Regions from separate parts of the Gossypium hirsutum genome. Here region 1 is linked to region 2. The links are chromatin contacts, called in public Hi-C maps. All regions are on one chromosome and are shown on one strand. The core of a region is the stretch at or near the end of the contact, and the rest is flanking DNA. Distances in the headings are between cores, read along the strand shown. Region 1 has its middle 27 kb from the start of LOC107962183. Region 2 holds the start of LOC107962186.

The links. Hi-C and Micro-C count contacts between places; a contact is called where the count stands out from the background.
Region 1: a Hi-C map of leaf shows a contact between it and region 2, with 2.0 times the contacts expected there. The contact joins the enhancer-like site here to the promoter of LOC107962186 in region 2. A contact is called at or near these places in 2 of 34 Hi-C or Micro-C datasets (callus and leaf).

The regions. Positions count from the first base shown.
Region 1 is chrA06:22,930,318-22,934,206 of Gossypium_hirsutum_v2.1, reverse strand. No RefSeq gene overlaps it. Among protein-coding and RNA genes, the nearest start is that of LOC107962183, 27 kb to the left of the region's middle. Within about 2 kb of position 2,481, at least 2 of the 9 cell types and tissues checked have an H3K27ac peak or open chromatin away from gene starts, as enhancers often do. A contact at or near this core is called in leaf, where this site is marked.
Region 2 is chrA06:22,706,374-22,710,543 of Gossypium_hirsutum_v2.1, reverse strand. It overlaps LOC107962186, which reads right to left and starts at 2,345. Exons shown (of 3, transcript XM_016898484.2): 1 at 1,970-2,345; 2 at 989-1,505; 3 at 571-896. The coding sequence starts at 1,459. The coding sequence ends at 882.

The DNA of each region.
Region 1 (3,889 bases), core at 1,232-3,731, 220 kb before region 2:
CTCGAGTCAAAAAGTCAATCCTTGTCGATCTAAACTTGTAACAAGTCGAGTTCAAGAAAACCCAAGTCCATAATAGATTCGAACCCGATAGAATCTGAGTTCGATAAAACCTAAGTCCGTAACAGACCCGACCCTAAGATTGATCTGGCTTGAGCTCGAGATAAATCCAACTCAAAGCTAAAAAAGCCCGACTTTATAACTGAACAACTATAATAAACATTAATAATCTAATATAATTTTATGATATTAGTTAAAATATAAACAAATGATAATTCTTTATTTTTTTTGAAAATGTATTCATAACCATTGCATATTAATATTAAAAGTTTATTAATAAGAAAAATAATTAATTATAATGTTCAAGCTAAATTATAAAGTGAAATAATTTTTAATAACATTAATTAAATATAAAATATAAAATAATTTTTAATATTATAATTATATATGTATAATAAATATATAAAATTAATAATTATTAAAATTTATAAAATTAAACTTTAATGATAATATAATATTATATTATATAACTATTATCAAAATCAATTACCTACTTAACCTTAAATTGATATACTAAATTAATAAATTACTAATACATAAAATAGTAATACAATATATACTATTAATAATATAATATAATATAATATAATATATAAATCTTACTAAAAATATTAATACATATATAACTATTATAGCATAGATTATAATAAAAAATATAATATTACATGATATTATAATGTTTAACCATCGATGCATATATAAAGTATTAATATATTATATGAAATGATATAGGAGGCTAACTTTCAAATATACGAAAAGTATAGGGATTTAGAGCATATTTCAACTAGTATAAAAATAAACAATAATACATAATAAGTAATATATAATGTACTACTATTATAATATAGATTATAATAAAAGGTATAGTTTTATATTATATTATAATGTTTAATCATTTATGCATATATATAAACTATTAATATATGATATGATATAATATGATATAGCATTATATAATATGGTTGGAGGGCTAACTTTTAAATGTACGAAAAGTATAGGGACTTAAAGCATATTTCAACTAGTATAACAATAAACAATAATATTTAATATATATATATATGTACTACTATTACATATAACTATTATTATATTATAGATTGTAATAAAAAGATATGATATTACATAATATTATAATGTTCAATCATTGATGCATATATATAAACTATTAATATATTATATACTATATGATTGGTATAACATTATATAGTATGATAGGAGGGTTAACTTTCAAGTGTATAAAAAATATACAGGCTTAAAGTATATTTCAACCAGTATAATAATAAACAATAATATATGTTAATAATTAATATATAATGTACTACTTTTATATTATAAAATATAATAAAAAATATAGTACTATATGATATTATAGTGTTTAATCAATGATGCATATATATAAACTATTTATATATTATATGTTATGATATAACATTATAGAATATATTAGGAGAGCTAACTTTTAAATGTAGGAAAAGTATAGGGACTTAAAACATAATTCAACCAATATGATAAACAATAATATACGATAATAATTAATATATTATGCATTACTATACTATTATAGTATGTGATATAATATTAATGAAAGAATATATTTGATAAGTATTAATATAGTAACTATTATTATATTATAGATTATAATAAAAAATTATAGCATCAATGGTTGTGTAGTTTAGTATATTAAAATACATGTTTATAATTATAACTAATAATACATAAAATATTATTAAAAATTTAATATCTAGATAAAATATTATATTTTAAATTAGATTTTGAATTGGGCTTTAACTTTTACAAATTGTATTTAGGTATTGAGTTTAATTTCTTTTTATTTTGGACTTGAGATTTGAGATATAATTATTTTTATTTTGAGTTTGGGTAATAATAAGTATATTATTTGGGTTCAGACTTAGTATAATATATTTGAGGTTTTGGAATAAATATTTTAGAATATGAATATTAGGTTTATAAATTTAATAAGCAAGATAAAAAGTTATTTAATTGTCAATAAAAATATAATAAAAACAATAAAAGATATTTTCGTTAATTTTTATAATATCATAGAATAATAAATTTTACATATAATAAGTACTTTAATTATTTTATAGAAAATAACAATATATATAATTTATACTTTTTATAAGACAAATTTGAATTACGTTGTCATCATATAAAAGTTAAATAAATTATTATATTCAAAATTAAAATATTTATAACTTAAAAAATTTAAAATTATCTAAATTCGTCATAGCCCACCTAGCTCGACCCAAGCCTGAATTAAAAACATCCATATAAAAAAATACTCAAGTTCAAAAGATCCAAAATCTGAACTAATCTGAGCCCGAAATAAGCTCGATCTGAGCCTGTCCATTTGCAAGCTCCAGAAAATCGAAGGCAATTAACGTTTACTAAAAGCACCAACGCCTTGAATTGGGCCTTAAAAATGTTGAACCCATAAACATTGTCATTGAAATTTAGAACATTAATATAATGGCCCAAAATTTTAACCGTTCAGGGGACTCTAATAAGTTAAAATATCTCTATGTTATTCAAACTTTTAGAATTTAATTTTTTTCCTCCTAATTGAATTCATTTAATTTACAAATGTAAAAAAATAAGTAAAATTATTAAATTTTTTCTGTTAACATCAAATTTATTAGAATATTATTTTATATTACATGATTATTAATTAAGTTTTTTCTTAATTTATAAATGTCGCACTATTAAATTTAACAAAAAAATTAATAATATTAATAACTAGAATTAAATAGTAAAACCTAAAAATAAAAGTAAAAAGAAAATCCAAATGTAACAAAAATTACGTCAACTTAAAAGCATAATTTAATTAATCTAGTTTGACAGGTTTTAAATCGAAAAGGGATATAAGGAGACAAAGTTACACACCAACTAATGTTATTAATCAAATATTGATAATGCTAATCAAACAATAGGTGACATCCACAATGTTGCAAAGATGATAATTAATTTGCTTAACCATATTTATATCGGGCATAATTAATGTGGTAATAAGTCCTTTACAAGAAAATTTTTAAAAATATGAAGTGGAAACTAATTTTTTATTATTATGTGTGATTGATTATCTAAGAACACATTCTTTTAATAAAAATTTTAAGTTAAAAAAATAATTTTGGTTTGCAAAGCAAAAATTGAGCTCGGGAGTACGATTGCGTGTGATAAAAGTATTAGCACCCTTACAAAGTTCTTTAAGAAAAATGGTATCATTTAATAATGTGTTATTCTCAATTTTAAAATAACAAATTTAAATTTAGTATCTAAAAATAAATGTTGTCATAAAAATTAATTTATTATTAATTCAACGAATTTATTTTTAAAACAAAAATTCTAATGGGAACTCAATGGAAACTTGTAATAAAAAAACTTTAGAAATATCTTGTTTCATTCATGGAAAATGATATTCTTTTATGATAAATAATTATTGAGTATTTCAATAGCACCCTGATGATAACCTAAAATTATCATTGAGTTAGAATATAAACTCGATCAATGTGAATAATACGAATCAATACACATATATAAATTGCAGAGAGAGAAACACACCAGCACACAATGAAACAAAATGAAAAATTACATCACAAAGCTAATTAAGACATCACAATACAAACTCATAACATGAAAATAAATTGTAAATATTTTATAAATTATATAAGTTCATGGGGCCTTGGGAATTTTAAAAAGATTATTTAGAAAACAAAATAAAATTTATATATTTGTTTAAAAAATAATTAGCCTGTGATATCATATGATCAAAAGAAAATTATTTTAAAAACCTAATGATATTTATATTTTATGA
Region 2 (4,170 bases), core at 1,096-3,595:
CTTTTAAAGTTTTTTTAATAAAATATTTTAAGCAACTAAATAAAAATAACTTAAAAAGATTTAAATAGATCAGATAAGTTTAAAGCAATTTTTTATAATTGTAATTATTAAAAATTTATAAATGTTATTTATATAATAACAATATTATAAAATACAAGAGCAACTAATGGATTAGAGAGGATAAAATTAACTGGTAAACATGATAACTATTCTATTTATTGCAGTGAAATAAAAGAAACACAAATTGTAAGCATCTTTTCCATTGAGCATTGGGGTGGCAATCTTTTGGATCATGTGCAGTTTTAGGATTCATTATAAAATATGAATAAATAAATAATCATATGAGCTTATAATACCAGATTGTATAAGTGTAATAACTTGGCAGAAATGGGACAGCTCAATGCTAAGATCTGGTTGGGGCATACTATCCAATCCCCACATGATATTTCAATGTTTTATATTAAAAATCACTTGCATTGCATTGCACCCCAACATTATTCATGCAACCAAATTTTACCATAGCATGTGCTTCCTCCACCAAAGGTTCCAAACATTCAATTTTGCCAGAAATTAAACCCACAACATCATTTTAGAATCCAACATTTGGAGACAAAACAGTGAATACATACAACCACAATACTGCCTGCTAAAGTCATAGAAGCATCTACCCATCTCGGCATCGACGGAAGTATCTCATTACTGACCAAACGTAAGATAACAGTCACATTCCGATACGGACAGAGAGGTTACATTCCCCCCTCTTAGACACCTGAACAATTTTCTTCCTAAAACTTTAGTATTGTTCATCAATTAACAAAAGAGAAAAAAAAAATTGCTTACAAAGTGAAATTGCTTCAACCCCAAAAGTCCATGACCAGTATTTAATGAATCTCCAGCTGCAAATCAGAACAAACTATGTAACTTGTCACTTAAGCATGTGGAATAGCAAAGCAGAGTAAATGCTTTAGCTTAAACTCAAATGAAAGACCTGTTCAGAAACTGAGCTGCCAACTGGGTGATTGTTTGGGTGGTTCTCTATGCACTTGAGGAGATACTTGAAGGTCTCGATCTCACAAGGGAGCGTAAGTCCACCGTTGTGATCGTACCCGAATTCCTCCTCAGCCTTCTCCAGCAGAATAGTGAAGACAGGATGGCTGAGGTAGCTTGTCGGGATGATAAACCTTCGAAGCTCTGGTCCGACGTAAACTGCTAAATATCCCTTAGGGACATCGGGCGGCGGTTCGGAACCGTGGCAACTGTCCTCATCAGAATCAAAAGACATAATGTTTTTGAGCCTTTGGTTGATTGGTGGGCAGAAAACTCCATGGTTTTCTTCTGAATGTGGGGTATCCGTACTCGGCATCGTACATAACGTGATGGTTTGCCACTTCTGAAGGATTTCTTTTAGTCTAACAATCTGCCGGATCCCGGTCGACTTGCTACCACCTTGATCATCCATGATTGAATCTTCTGTGTAGTAGTGCGATGAAATCCAAGATTGGGATCTTCCATTACATGTCCATGATTAAACCAATGAATCAAATACCTTTAGAACAAACAAGATGAACAATTCAAACACACTATTGTTTCCTTCAACTAGATCAAAGAAATAGAATTCCATCCACTTCCATAATGTGAAAGTAAGCTAAGAAATAACATAATCAAGAGCATAACAAAGAATGGAAGTAAAAGACTTTTTAGGTTTTGTTTTAAGCCTGCACCTGCACTCAGATAACAAAATTTTGTTTATATAACCACAAGCTTCGTTTTAACATTGAGATCTGCAAAATTAAAGCTAGCCAAATTTGTAGATTGAAACCTTAAAACATTGTCAGCAATGATACATCAACACAAAATGGTCTCTTTCAGCTAAATTAGTTTTTCTTTTCCCTGTTAGATCAACATACCCCAAGTTTTATTACTCGGAAAAAAAAATCTGAAAATTGAACCAAAAAGGAAATTTTCTTACCTGAATGCAAATATGGTGGGAGTTAGCAGAGAACCCGAAGAAGAAAAGCCATTTGAAAGGAGTATGGAAAGTGATTCAAAAGGAAAAAAAAAAAAGAAAAAGAAAACAACAAAAAAGACAAAAATAATCGTTAGAGAAATCAGAGTTGGTAGTTCTTCTTGTTCTGGTTTTAAACTATTTCCAAGCGTTTTGCTGTTTCATTGACTGTCGTATCAACATTTGCTTTGGGTAAGGTGACTGTCGGAGGATGGTGTTTTTTGTTTTTTTGGTTCTTCTATCTCTTTCTTTTAGCTGCTACTTGCATCGGTTTCCATTTCCATAGATTTTAAAGCTCTATTCTCTTATTAATTTAATTAATTAAATACCTTACATTATTTTTATTTTTTTATAAAGTTTGATTAATATACATGATAATTTTGAGAAAAAATTATTTAAAAAAAAAGTAAATTCTGATAATTGTAAATCGAGTGATAAGAAGTTCCTTATCCTTTTAATTAAAATTTAAAATTTAAATTTATTTTTTATACAATATTAAAAGTAAAGATAAGGTGATAGAATTTTAACACTTTTCAAATAATTATTTAATAAAAATTTTAACCACAGGTCAATATAAATGAAGACTTGAGTTTCAATTTTATAGATAAGAAAATAGTTATTGAGAATTTTACCCTCATTGAGGTATCTGTATAAATTAATTTCGAATTTAATGAAGATTTAATAAAATGATAAAATTAGATTTATTTTCTAAATAAGTCTGATTTTTTACTTATTTGGATTTAATAATTTTTAAATCATTCAAATATGGCGAGGATATTTAAGGATAATTTTAAAAAAAGATAGAGTAATGTATAGTTACTTGTAATTTTTATCTTATAATAATAATAATAATAATAAGTGATATTTTTAAAAAACTATTATTTGTGTGGTGGAGTGAGGAGGAGATCGATGGGAAAGAAAAAAAATGAAAACGTACTTGAATAGATCAACTCAACTTTAGATGACGTGTCACCGTAATTGGACCACACATCGCTTTCGATTCTTTGCTTTTCTAACTTTGTGTGCACGTGCAGCCCCCTATTTTATTTTATTTTTTAATTTTAAGTATAATAATTTTTTTACCTTTTAACTTATAAAAATTTTATTTTAGTCCTCAATTTAATTTTTTTATCTTTTTTAGTCTTAAAATTTATATTTTTTATCAAATAGCTCTAAAACAGATAAAAAATTAATTTTACTGACGTGAAATACAAGTAAATTACCACATAAATGACACAAAAGAATTTAATTAATTTTAAAATTTTAAAAAATATATATTAAAAATAATATTTTAAATAATTTTAATGATTTTTAATTTTAAAAATATTTTTATATAATTTTTAAATTTTTAAAAAATTAATTAAATATTGATATGTCGTCTATGTGTATTTCACGTCAGCAAAGTTAAATAATGTTAATTTTTCATTCATTTTAATATAATTTGACAAAAAAACACAAGTTTATAAGTAAAAGAAGCTTAAAAATTAAATAAAAGGTTAAAATAATTTTTTTATAAAATTAAAGGGCCAATAAATAATTATACCTTTATTTATTTTAGAATAAGCGACATCAACAATCATTTTCCTTTAGAAAACAACTTTACTTACACCGTCCAAGTATATATATATATATATATATATATATATTATTTATAAACTATAATATGCTTATTTTAAAATAGCCAAATCATCTTTCCGTTACAAAATTTATACTATTAATTGATTAATTATTTTATAATTTTTATGATTAGATAAAAAAAATAGAAAAAAAAATTAGCATAGATATGTGGCCTGAGATGTAGTTTACGTTTAATTATGATGTCTAAGGTGATGTATGATATATAAGAAAATAGAGTGATGTATAACTTAATAATTAAGTATTACTAAATTTAAATTATAATTTTTTTGACATATTGTTTAAAATTAAATAGTGAATGTAATTCGATTGTTTGATAAATATAAATTTTAAGTTATAAAAAATATTCTACATTTATCCTTAACTTTTAAATATTCCATTTTGTTTTAAACCAAATCAAAATTTAATAAAAATTAAAATAAATTATAAATAGCTATTATCTACTTATCTTTTTCACAGAAAAATTCTATTCAGTTATTTTTATTTTGTATTATCAAATATGTAAGAAATAAATCATTGAAAATATTATA